2 separate regions of the Mustela erminea genome follow, and region 2 is linked to region 1. The links are chromatin contacts, called in public Hi-C maps. All regions are on one chromosome and are shown on one strand. Each heading gives the region's core, a stretch centred on a gene start, on an enhancer-like site or on the middle of the called end of the contact. The rest is flanking DNA. Distances are from core to core; before and after follow the strand shown.

What was found. Hi-C and Micro-C count contacts between places; a contact is called where the count stands out from the background.
Region 2: a Hi-C map of spleen shows a contact between it and region 1, with 10 times the contacts expected there. The contact joins the promoter of LY6G5B here to the promoter of NELFE in region 1. A contact is called at or near these places in 2 of 3 Hi-C or Micro-C datasets (skeletal muscle and spleen).

What each region holds. Positions count from the first base shown.
Region 1 is chr4:121,862,205-121,868,656 of mMusErm1.Pri, reverse strand. NELFE (negative elongation factor E) reads right to left here and starts at 4,568. Exons shown (of 11, transcript XM_032340814.1): 1 at 4,369-4,568; 2 at 3,852-3,934; 3 at 2,390-2,459; 4 at 2,142-2,287; 5 at 1,580-1,654; 6 at 1,417-1,454; 7 at 885-1,228; 8 at 621-765; 9 at 412-466; 10 at 93-195. The coding sequence starts at 3,926. It overlaps SKIV2L (helicase SKI2W), which reads left to right and starts at 4,593. Exons shown (of 28, transcript XM_032340801.1): 1 at 4,593-4,703; 2 at 4,781-4,884; 3 at 5,552-5,661; 4 at 5,751-5,868; 5 at 5,956-6,070; 6 at 6,194-6,268. The coding sequence starts at 4,682.
Region 2 is chr4:122,132,685-122,138,815 of mMusErm1.Pri, reverse strand. It overlaps LY6G5B (lymphocyte antigen 6 complex locus protein G5b), which reads left to right and starts at 4,064. Exons shown (of 3, transcript XM_032340875.1): 1 at 4,064-4,880; 2 at 5,021-5,149; 3 at 5,447-6,131. The coding sequence starts at 4,757. The coding sequence ends at 5,865. CSNK2B (casein kinase II subunit beta) reads left to right here. Exons shown (of 7, transcript XM_032340873.1): 2 at 711-793; 3 at 1,499-1,601; 4 at 2,120-2,235; 5 at 2,683-2,758; 6 at 2,907-3,096; 7 at 3,733-3,961. The coding sequence ends at 3,823.

The sequences.
Region 1 (6,452 bases), core at 3,319-5,818:
ATCACTTCCATGGGATCATGGGACATGCAGGGGAACAAACGGAAGGAGTGAGCTGTGGGGAATAGGATGAAGGAGGAAGAATCTGTTCTTACCGAGGGAGCCCCAGACAGACTTGCCAGTGGCAGCGTCCAGCATGGGCTGTTTGCGGGCAATGCTGACTTTGAGCTGTACGGACTCCACCTGGGTCCCATTGAGCTGGGGCAGAAGAGGGGAGGAGGCAAAGGATGGGGGGAAACATTGCAGACAAAGCAAGGGAGGCATTCCAACAGCTGTCACCCTAGAAATAGACTGAGTGAGGATCTGAGAATACAACGTTTCTTGTGTGACTAGGAAGAGACTTTATCTGTCAATAGGAAATGATCTCCTCCTGGCTCTCAGTATTTTAAAGAGAAAACATGAGGAAGTCCCAACCTCAGCGACGGCCTGATCTGCTGACTCCATCTTTTCATAGGTGACGAAGGCACAGCTGGGATGAGAGAAAACAGGGTCAGTAGAGGGCCTATGGGCTCTCGTGGACCCAACCAAACCCAGTCTTCAGAGGCCGCTGGGGACAGGCCGGTGTTCTCAATCAAACCCAGGTGCTCCCAGGACTTATCAACCTCCCCCACTGTCATCCTTACTTTCTGGGTGGGTCCATGGAGAGGTCAATGATGTTTCCAAAGGGAGCGAAGGCCCCACGGAGAAGGGTGGGCGTCATGTCCTCTCCATATACATAGAGAGTATTCCCCTTCCGAGGGGCCCTGCGTTCAGGAAACGAATCCGACCCTGTGGGATCAGGAGTCACAGTCACAAGATGCAACCCATCTCAGCCTCCGCTTTAAGAGGCCACTTTAGTAGGACCCGCCTAAACCCTTTCACTTTTCCAACCAGCCCAGATCACTCACTGCGGAAAGGGCCCTCTCGTTCTCGATCACGGTCCCTGTCCCGATCGCGGTCCCTTTCCCGATCGCGGTCCCTGTCCCGATCGCGGTCCCTGTCCCGATCACGGTCTCGATCCCGTTCCCGATCACGGTCTCGATCCCGTTCCCGATCTCGGTCTCTGTCCCGGTTCCGCTCACGACTGTGGTCCCGGCTGCGGCTTCGGGGAGGAGAGGCTGAGGAGCGGGCACCACCACGTTCTTCAAAGCCCCAGTCAAAGCTTCGAGGGGGACCGTCACCAGCCCCTGGGCCCTCTGCCTCTTCCCCATCTGGCCCCAGTTCCCGAAGCCGATCACTGGAAGACACAAAACTGGGGAGACACAGACAGTGAGGATCAAAGGGGGTCTTTACCTCAACTTCCCAGACCCTGTGGAGATGTAACACCCCCTCTGCAGTCCCAGTTCCTTCCACCCCAGCCCGAAACCTCCCAAGGATCCAGGCAATCAACCCTCTCCCACTCCTCCAATTGGGACCCAGTTGTCTCTCTAGCTCTCTAACCTCTCATACAGAGATTTCCTCTGGGGGCGTCTGGATGACTGCAAAAAAAAAAAACAAGGACATTTAAGATGAGTCCTAGTTGCTGGCATGTGACCCCAAATATGTGGGTCTCTCATCTTCCTCATTCCCTAGGCCCCCTGGGACAGAGAACCAGGAACCATACCTCCTGCAGATCGTCATCGGCAGATATGCTCCTTTGGAACGGCTGGAAAGTGGGGACTGGCCCCTTCTCAGGATCCTGGGAAGGTTGTAGAGATCTACTTCAGTGTGAGAGCAGGAGGCAGCCTAACCGTGCGACAGAGGGGTTCCTCTTCCCTCACCCTCTTCTTGGTTTCCTCTCTACTCTTTCTTCTCCTTTAATTCCTTTGTGCATTTCTTATTTGATTATGTATTTTTCATGAATGACCTAACATATACTTAGAGTATGTAGCTAATCTGAATGTTTCTTGAACCTACTGACATCTTTGACCTGTTCAACTCCTCAGAATGACAAAACTCAGAAGCTTGAATATGTGATAAATTAAAGCCACAGAATGTGTAATACGGAAAACGGAAAAGTCAGCCAGTGTCTTCACTACAGATAAGAAATCTGAAGTTCAGACCTGTATGACAACTTATCCATGACTAAATTGACATTATTTTCCCCCATTTTACCTCCATTCCAACTTGGAAACATGCCCTCTGAAGTCAAGGGTCCCCTGAACAATCATTCTGCTTCTGCTCACCTTTAACTTCCCCTCTAGGGTTCGAGAACGTTTGAAGCCCGAGTTCTTGGTCTCGGCTTTGATGGCACTGATGGCTCCTGACTTCACCAGCTGCTTTGCCTGCTCTGTTGCTGTGGCTGTGTCCACCACAGGCTGCTCTGACAGTGCTGGAGTGGTGAGGGAAGGAGGCATTATTTTGGCCAAGCTGTGGGAGATGTCTGCCCCATGATGCCCACTTCCAGTCTATCCCCATTTCCCCTGTCACTCACAGCGTTTCACTCCGCCTTGGCTGGCTGTGCTGCTACTACTTTGCTTCTTCAGAGCCAGCAATGCCTTTTTCTGGGAACAAGAGTGAGAAGAAAGGAATTGGTGAGGGCCAGTCCCTGGCCTAGTCCGCTCCCAAGGTCCCTGGGCACCTCACTCCAGGGGACACCTTTCTCAGGAAACAGTAAAAATGGTGTCCCTGGAGTGGTATGCTGAGGCAGCCCTGCCTCTCACACATGGTCCACCGGATCATCTACAAAACCAGCAATACTTAATCTACCAAACCAGGGTATCCAAAGGCTTTCCAGGGTTTTGAAGTTGAAGACAAGGATTTCAGCCATGGACCAGAGCCCCAAGATACAAGCTGCAAGTAAGTATACGCCTACGTGCCTTTCTCAGGGGCTGCATCCATCCATCCCCTGTATGTTTAACAAGAACACACCATAACTTTGTAACAGAGGGATGCAAAAGTATGAGACATGGTTTCTCCCCTCCAGAAGCTTAAAGCCTGAGAAACAAGATGATTAGAGACAATTATCAAGAATGATTATAAGAGATGCAGACTGCTTGTAGCTGAAACCAAGTAAGGTTATCTGACACCAAATGGCTATTAAACTGGTCCCTGGGTACAATCTACGCAAAACAGATGGAAAGAAAAGGGATGCAAAGAAAACAGAATGGCAAAGATGCAGAAATAAGAAGGCTTTGGGAATGCACATTTTGGGACTAGTGAATAGTTCTATTTGACAAGAAAGGGATGCCAAGGTAAGGCTTTGGTTTATAGACAATGAAAAACCACTTACGGGTTTTGAGAAAAAAAGAGGCAGAGTTTTCTGTTTTCAGTAGTTCATTTGAATAAGAATGAAGGAAATCTGTTCAAAAAAAACACTGAGAAACTTCTTGAGAAACCATTCAGCAGTCTACATGAGTGTCAGCAAAAACTTGATCTATGAAATACACAGGAAAAAATAAACTAAAGAAATTACTTCAAAGGAAGAATCAAGAAGACTTGGCAAATATTTGACTATGCAAAAAGTGGAGAAGTCAGAGATGAGATTTTGATTCCAAACACCTGGGAGAACTGACTGTGGTCACTCCTATTTGGAAGATCAAGAAAAGGAACTAAATTAGAGTAGATAGGAAGATGACAGCTGCAACACTGGGTACCTAGGGGCTATCACTAACAGACTGGGTAGAAGTGAAAAAACAAACCTGGAGACTACCACCCGTTCGGTGGTACTAAAAGCCACGGAAAAGGAAGACAGCTGCATGGCAGAATGCACAGAAGAGAAGGTACACACCAAGACTTGGGAAAAAGCCCAATTATGAGGCTACACTGAGAGGAGATAAGTCTCCAGGTATGAGCTGGAAGAACCGCCCCCCCCCAACCCCTCACACTCACCCCAGGTGTTCTCAAGAGTGTAGAGTCTGTGAAAGGTTGGGCCACGCCTCCACACACTCCCTCACCTTTTTCTTGAGTTTGTTGAATTTCTTCTGCAGAGCCTCCTCCTCCTCGCTCAGTCCGGGGGGTATCACCAACATGGTGGCTCCTGGTTCAGGGGCAGGGCCCAAGACATCTTTCTCCACTGTCACCGCCCAGGGTTCACACGCCGTCCACAAAGTACCCAACCGCACCCCTCCAGGCCTACCTACTCCTGTCTTTTGCCTCTCCCTACCCCTTGCTTAAACCAGGCTGCTGTCCAAGCCCCCGCTCGTCGGGATCAATCAGCATTCCCTCTTCTCTCCAGCAATCACGGCCACCAGCGCTGAGGAACCAAGTGGCCCGGGAAAGGGGAAGCACCCCTTCCGCCGTCAAGACGATGGCATTAGACACCCCCTACCCCCGCTGGGGGTATAGCAACCGCGGGGTCCAAACGGCACAGGAGGCGGTGAAACCCGCGCAGCGCTCTCAGAGCAACCAAAAGGGGAAGAAGAGAAGGAGCTCGGAATAAAGGGGCGAAGGGTGAGAAGGAGAAGACCTTACCTGAGGGGGCGGTAACCCGGGGGGGTGTCCCACGGTCTCGGGCGGCGCCCGCGCGGGCAACGGAGAGCCGGCTCAGAGCGATGACGTAGCGAGGGGCGGAGAACGCGGTAACCAAGGCGGCCCAAGCCAGACACTTCCGCCCGGCGGTGTCCGCCCCTCCCGGCTCAGGTCAGCCTCTCTGTAACGCTCATCTCTGTCCTCCCCGGCTGTGTGTGACGGAAGTCGCCTCCACTTCCGCCCATTCTGGGGCGGGGCTCGCTCCACGGCTTCTTGCTGCACTTCCGGTCTGCCCCGCCGCTGCCGTGGCTCCAAGATGATGGAGACCGAGCGACTCGGTGAGGGGGAGGGGGTGGAACGAAGGAGTAGTCAGGGGTGACCCCTTGACCTCTGATCTCTGACCTTCCCTCTGTAGTGCTACCTCCTCCAGATCCCCTGGATCTGCCCCTTCGGCCGGTGGAGCTGGGATGCACGGGGCGCTGGGAGCTGCTCAATGTGCCTGGGGCACCAGAGAGCACCGTGAGTGAATGTTGACCCTAACATTGACCTTCAAACCTCCTCAATTCTCCTTACTGTTGGACTCTAGCGTAACCTCATTCTTCTGTTTCTGGACTCCTGTCATCTGGGCCTGCCTTGTGCCGAACAGACCCCAGCCCAGTGGACCAGCTATGGGTTAGAGCTCATGCGTAGACAGAGCAGGGAGTGCTGGGGATACCTGAGCTCTGAGAATTACTTTTTCAAATGTGTCTTTTTTCTCTGGAGTCACCTTCTGTCTCTAAGCACCAAGGAACTGGTTGATGACTAGCCTTTGAGACCCTGCCTCATCCTTAGTTCTGGGCCCCCTTTCCCTAAGACTAGTGATTCTCAAATTTAAGTGTACCTTGTAATTAGTGGTGGGGATTTTTAAGAATACAAATTCCTAAACCCAATCCCAGAGATTGTGAAATTACCGTATTTTGTGTTGTATTGTAATGTATCAGTAATTGTTGTTGCTGGTAAATCAGTAGCAGGTAGTTTACCCTGGAAGACAGGATGATCTTTGGAAGATACTGTTTCTGCTTGGTTGTCCTATTTGGTCAGGAATGTCTGCTGCTTCTGATTTGAACACAAATTCTATCACTTTCTTTTTTTGTCTGTGTCTTATGCTCTATCTTTACCTAATGTTTCTCATCTTATCCTTTACCAGCTTCCCCACGGCCTCCCTCCATGTGCCCCAGATCTGCAGCAGGAAGCAGAACAGCTGTTTTTGTCATCTCCAGCCTGGTTGCCTCTGCATGGTGTGGAACACTCCGCCCGGTGAGGAGTCTGGACTAGGGAGGTAGGCCCCTGAAGAAAACTGGCACAGGAAAGAAGGAACACCTGAAAATTGTTTTCCTTTTCTGCAGAAAATGGCAGAGGAAAATGGATCCCTGGTCACTCTTGGCCACACAGGGGGCCCCAGTGCCCTCCGACCTTCAGGCCCAGAGACACCCAACCACAGGCCAGATTCTGGGCTACAAAGAGGTAAGAGGTCAGAGACCACAAGAAGCAGAGTAGGGAAGGGATCAGAGGCAATCTCAGCCTCACTGGGGTTGTGGTCTTTTGCCTCAGGTCCTGTTGGAGAATACGAACCTATCAGCCACCACCTCCTTGTCTCTTCGCCGGCCCCCAGGGCCCATCTCCCAGTCCCTGTGGGGGAATCCAACACAGTACCCTTTCTGGCCAGGTGACTTTTATGGAAATGGAATGGTAGGGGAGAGTGCCCTCAGTCTTCAGGAAGGGTTCCCCACCCATCTTGTAACTCCACCCCCGCACCCCATGAATCCCTTTTTGTCCACCCTCTCCCTAGGTGGGATGGATGAGCCCACCATAACAGATCTGAGCACTCGGGAGGAGGCTGAGGAGGAGATAGACTTTGAGCAAGGTGAGGTGGTGTGGGCATGGACCCTTGGGAGTGGGGCTGTGAGTCTCGGCCCTGATGAAGAGGGGCCCCAGCCTATCATAAGGCTGCTCCTTGCCCTTCTGTGTCTTTGAGACAATTAGGGAAAGGTATCCTTGTCATAACAGTCTTTACTGTCACCTGTCAGAAAGTTGTCCTAAGTATCCCA
Region 2 (6,131 bases), core at 2,815-5,314, 270 kb before region 1:
GCGGTCGGGTCTGTGGCCTGCGTTGTAGCCCTCGCGGTTCCTTGGAAGCGGCAACTCCCCTCCCCCGCCCTGTTCCCGGTCCCCGTCCAGCCGGTGAGTCTGAGGTCGTCGCCGCGGCGAGTTCCCTGTCCTTAGGCGCGGCACATGGGGTCTCCGAGCGTTGATGTGGGGGTGGGGGAGGAAGTGACCCGGTCGGGCGCTGAGGCTGGGAGGGATGGCCGGAGGGGCGGAGGCGGGTTGTGGGGACTCCTGTGAACGGGACCTCACGGCGACCCCCAGGCCGTGAGAGAAAAAGGGGCCCACCTTTGCTTGGAAAGGATAAACTTCGAAACCTTTGGGAAAGGCGCAGGGGACATGCAGAGACCTGTGGGGTAGGGATCTTGAGCCGACGGCCCTGCCCGAGTTGACATGAAGAGGAAAGGGAACAGGTCTTCGGCAGCGTTAGGGATATGGGTAGGACTGATGGTTAATACCTGTCCAAAGTGGTGGGACTCGAAGAGTGATGGGACTCCAGAGAATCTGTATTTTCAGAAAAGGGGCTGAGGTGTGAATAACTGGAACTGGAGAGGGGTGCTCCAGAGTCTAGGATCCTTTAAGGAAAGGTGGCCCCAAATTCTTTCATTGTTGGAGAGCAAAGTGTGGGAGGAGGGAGGATACCAGAGGCTGGGTGGGAGAGCTTGGGCTTTACTTAGACCCTTTTTTCCCCCCAGCTGACGTGAAGATGAGCAGCTCAGAGGAGGTGTCCTGGATTTCCTGGTTCTGTGGGCTCCGTGGCAATGAATTTTTCTGTGAAGTGAGTTCTCCTCGGTCTCCCGGGCATCTCCACACCAAGTTTGGCTATGTATTTTTCCCACATATTTAGTTTCCACTTCTCTTACAGGCTGTTATGGAAACTTTTTCCTGTCAAGGAAAAGTCCCTTCAGTAGTCCCCTTCACTAACTTGTGAAGTGGCAAGACTGTCCAAGTCCCAAGCCTGTTATCTTCCAGCAATGTAACATTGGACAAGTCAACTTTATTATTATTATTAGACTGCTACTGCTAGCCCATATTTTGGGAGTCTGTTAGAATTAAAATGTTGTTTGTGAAAATATTTTGTAACGTGCAAAGTTGTGTGCCGATAATACAAAGGATTGTAACTGCCTGCCCACAGGACGCAAGCTGTTCAGTCTCCACTTTCCTTGGAAATGCTGTTTCCCCTAAGGAGAGGACAAAATAGATTTGTAGAGATGTGGGGCAGGAGTAGGAACCAGGATTTTGAAAGGAATGTTTCTTTAAGGAGGAGATTGTTATAGCTGTTTAAAAAAAAAGTAAAAGCTTTTATGGAAAGGCAGTGTACGTGAACAGGGGAGAGAGACTCAAGTAGTTCTGCTGAGTTGGAATTGGGTTATGAGGGGAAACAGAAGCAGTTGTGTTGAGAATAAGTCACCAGTTAGAGCAATGTGCCCAGGTCAAAGCTGAGGATTCTGCTATGAGTTTCTTGACTTCCACATCCTGACAGGTGGATGAGGACTACATCCAGGACAAATTCAATCTCACTGGACTCAATGAGCAGGTGCCTCACTATCGACAAGCTCTAGACATGATCTTGGACCTGGAGCCTGGTGAGGCACCTTCGGGGTTGTTTTGTGTGTGCATGGGTTTTTGTTTTTGTTTTTGTTTTCATATTCTTATTTATTTGCTTCTTGAATTTACAAATTTTCTTTTGGTCTCCGACTCCTTTTATCCAAAGTCCTGTCCTTCATTTTCGTCCCCCATCTGATTTTTGCCTGGTTTTGTGACTTACACCACCTGATCCTGTAATTTGGCTCTATCCCCTGATGCTAGTTTCCCCATGGGTCTCATTTCCTTACCTTTTAGTCTAGAGTGCCATCTTTTGCAATGCTATTTTTCATTTATTTGTTGAGAGTCGGGAGGGAAAGAAGAGAGAAAAGGCTAAAGAAGTGTAGAGAGAAGGCAGAGTTGCCTTGGGTTCATGGAGTTTCTGGGTCAAATGCCCAGGTGATGGGTGGTGCAGAGATGAAGTGCCAGGCAAACTGTAGCCAGCAGCCCCTGGAGGTGGGTGGGACCTCTAAGAAAGCTGTAAGACAAGTGGTTTCAATCAGCTGGGGCCATGTTTCAGATGAAGAGCTGGAAGACAACCCCAACCAGAGCGACCTGATTGAGCAGGCAGCCGAGATGCTTTATGGATTGATCCACGCCCGCTATATCCTCACCAACCGTGGCATCGCCCAGATGGTGAGGCCTCTCTGCTCCCACTTGACTCCTCTGAGGCAGTAAGGGAAGCAGAGGTTCCTGCAGCGAGGAGTCAACGTGTTTTCAACCTTGTCAAGGAATGTAGCTGAGACGAGGGGAAGAACCCCAGATACAGGGACTGGGAATTAACTCCTAATTGGAGTTGTGCTGACTGAGGTGTTTACAGGGAGGGAGACGTGACCTTGGACAGGAAGTTGTTGCAGTCTGCCTCTTCCTCAGGGAACAAACAGCGAATGGCTCTGATGGTCTGTAACCTGCCTAACCTCCAGAGGAAGCAGGAGAGTATGAGGGCCCATTTGGGCCAGCTTGAAGGGGTCTCTGGACAGAAAGGCAGGAGTGGAGGACAGAGCAATGTGGGTTGGGCTGATGAAGGGATTGCCTCTTCTGTTCATACCTACCCACCAACCCCTTTCATTTTATTCGCCTCAGTTGGAAAAGTACCAGCAGGGAGACTTTGGCTACTGTCCCCGTGTGTACTGTGAGAACCAGCCAATGCTTCCCATCGGTGAGTGCTGGAGAAGGGAAAGGAGGCCACATCAAGTGGCTGGTACTCCTGGGAAGGATTTGGGGCTCAGCAAGTCTGGGCCTGAGTCTTGGAGGGAGGTGGGGCAGGCTTGGGGGTGCCCGGCCTGCTGAGTCTGGCTGTCTCCCAGGCCTTTCGGACATCCCAGGTGAGGCCATGGTGAAGCTCTACTGCCCCAAGTGCATGGACGTGTACACACCCAAGTCATCGAGGCACCATCACACGGACGGCGCCTACTTCGGCACCGGTTTCCCTCACATGCTCTTCATGGTGCACCCCGAGTACCGGCCTAAGCGGCCCGCCAACCAGTTTGTGCCCAGGTGGGGAGCAGGGATAGAATCAACCAGGGTCAAAGGAAAGGTTCGGGATTCCCTAGAGAGAAGGGAAGACAGGGCATGGTCCTTTCTTGAGGTTTGCCTTTCTCAGAGCATGTAACCTTGAGAAAGGTATTTGCCTCTCTGTGCCTCGGTTCCCTTATCCGTGAAATGGGGATGATGATAGTACTTGACCGATAAGGTATATTTAAATAGTTGCTTTTGAAAAACATTTGGCACCTGAAGCACCATTTAAAATGGTAGCTGTTTTTGTCATCATCTTGGGTGTTCAACTTTTTGCCAGGAACAAGTGTGATTTATTTTCCCAGAACATCATGTTTATTGGGAAGAACAGTTTGGTATTATATTGAAACAAGTGCCGATCTGCACACACACAAACATACACTCACATACATACGTGTGTGTGTGTGTGTGTGTTGACATGTAGCCCAGAATTTGAGTTTTAATGGCTGTTTAAAGTACGTTTCCCAGTATCCTGGAGGGAAGACATTTGAGAGCCACTATTCTTAAGCACTGAGCAGACCCATGAAAAAGTTAGGGTGGGGAGGTGGAAACTCAGGCCACTGGCAGGGACAGGGTGGGGCTCACACTGCTGCCTCTCTGACCTCTGCCCCGGCCCAGGCTCTACGGTTTCAAGATCCATCCAATGGCCTACCAACTGCAGCTCCAAGCCGCCAGCAACTTCAAGAGCCCAGTCAAGACGATTCGCTGACTCCCCATCCCACCTGACCCTCAGTCTTTGACACCTCCGATCCTTTGCTGCCACCCTTTCAGGATCCCTCTATGGTTTTTAGTTTAAATTAAAGGAGTCATTATTGTGGTGGGAATATGAAATAAAGTGGAAGAAAAGGCCATGAGCTGGTCTGCTGGTGCTTGGGGTTGGGGGACGGGAGGGTACTGCTGTGCCTGATTCTAGGGGCCCTCATGGCCCAGCCCACCCTCCTCAAGTTGAAAACCAGCACAGATTGGTGCCCAGTGGATTTGGGTGAGGTTTTTAGCAGCAGAGCAGAATTTCTAGTACTGAATGCGGAGATGTGCAAGGCCACAGCCCGAGGGGAAAATGAGATTTCAAAGTCTAGAGACATATTCGTTCTTTTTCAGCCACCTAAGGCTGTTTATTTATTTGTACCGTAAGTAGTATAACCAACAACAGAATCTTCTGGTTTTGATTTTACAGGGCAAGTGGTCCTGAAGTAAACAGAACTGTAAGGGGTGGAGAGGGACAAGGTCCCCAATTGCTGCAGGGTGGTGTCTGTGCGCCCCCTGCTGGGAGAACTGAGATATGCTCTTCTCAGAAGGATGGGGACCCTGGGTGCCTGGCCAAAGTTTCTCCCAGCGCAGTAGGGACCGTTCTGCTGTGGGAAGGACAGCATATGGTACCAGAGACAGAAGCTGATCCATGGACCCTTGAGGTGTGGGCATAGATCTTTTCAGGGCATGAGAATAATAGACAGCTGGATAAAGGCCCAGGTGTTGTCTGGGACACTGCTCCCACATTCAGGAAGCCGACCTTGTGGGTGAGGACATGCCGTTCTCCAGCCAAGTTAATAACTTCCTCCCCCCAGCTGAGGAATATAGCTCTGCGTCTACAGCTCCTGCTCAGACTGTCTACTAAAACCACCCTGCAGCTCAGGATCCAAAGAGCATGGTCACAGGAAGGTGGGGTTTCAGGATACCCCTCAGGGACTGCCCTTCTCCCCAGAATTCCATCATGAAGGTGCACATGCTTGTAGGTGTGCTGGTCATAGTGGGCTTCGCAGTGGGAAAAGGTAAGTGGGGCCCAGGGGCGAGGAGGGAGAAGTGACAGTCCTGGAATGGGGTGGGGCTGTTGCCCTGGTTCACGGGCTCCCCGCAAGCAGAACTTGGAATGAGCCGACACTGCCATCCCACCTGTCTTCTGCTTCCCCAGCTCCTGTTCCTGAAGTCCGGACCTGCCACCTCTGCCTCTTAGAAGACCCTTCTGCAGGGTGTATTTCAGGCTCAGAGAAGTGCACCATCAGCACCCCGTCACCGTGTATGGTGATCACCATCTATTATGGTGAGTCAAGCCCCAGGAAGGGGCTGCTGTTGGGATAGCCCATGGCCTGGTCACCTTTCCTCTCAGATGAAGGCTGCTTAGGGCCTGGGGTGCAAGAGGAAGACAGCAGGATCCTGGAAGGAGGGGTCTAGGGTTCCAGGGAGGTCTGCTGAGCCCGTTTTTCCTTCCTTCAGAGGGAAGGAGTCTGGGATGGAAGTCGGGTCTGGGTGAGGCATGGGGAGAGTCTAGGGTAAGGATAACAGGTTTGGGGACTGGGAGGCAGTGGAGGTTACTAGCCAGCTGTTCCCTCTTCTCCAGATACCAAGATTCGTTTCCTCATCCGAGGCTGTGGACAGTATAATTCTTACCGCTGCCAAGAAAAACGTAATACCTACTTCTCAGAATACTGGTACCAGGCCCAGTGCTGCCAGTATGATTACTGCAACTCCTGGTCTAGTCCCCAGGTCCACAGCTCCTTGCCTGATCCCCTGGCTGATCCCCCAGCTGGGGCCTGGGCCCTGCCCCTGCCCCTGTCCGAGTCCCAGATCCAGTGGTTCTACCAGGCCCTGAATCTCTCACTGCCCCTCCGCAGCTTCCATGTTGGGAAGGAGCCCAAAGGCCTGGACCCCCTGGCCATCCTGCCCCTGAACCTGAACTTGTCCATTGCTGACCTACGTCACATATATTTGTTCCTCAACAACTCAGGACTTTTGGTTCTTCCCTGCGCTAGGCCCTGATGGCTTAGGCTTCCTGGATTTCACTCCATTCCAGCATCTTTTCTCTAACACCACAGCCCCCTGTGCTGCCCTCCTAGAGCACCCATGCTCTCTGCTCTTTGATTTCTCTGACCTCCCTTCCGCAGCAGGACTGTGGCTTTGGGATCTTTTCTTTCCCAGAAACTGGCAGTGCTGCCTCTCCTAGAAAATAATGAGTTCAGAATCTCCCAGGCTGGCCTGGGGAAGGCACAGTGGCTTTCTCATCCCTTTCCTGTCACCGGAGCCTG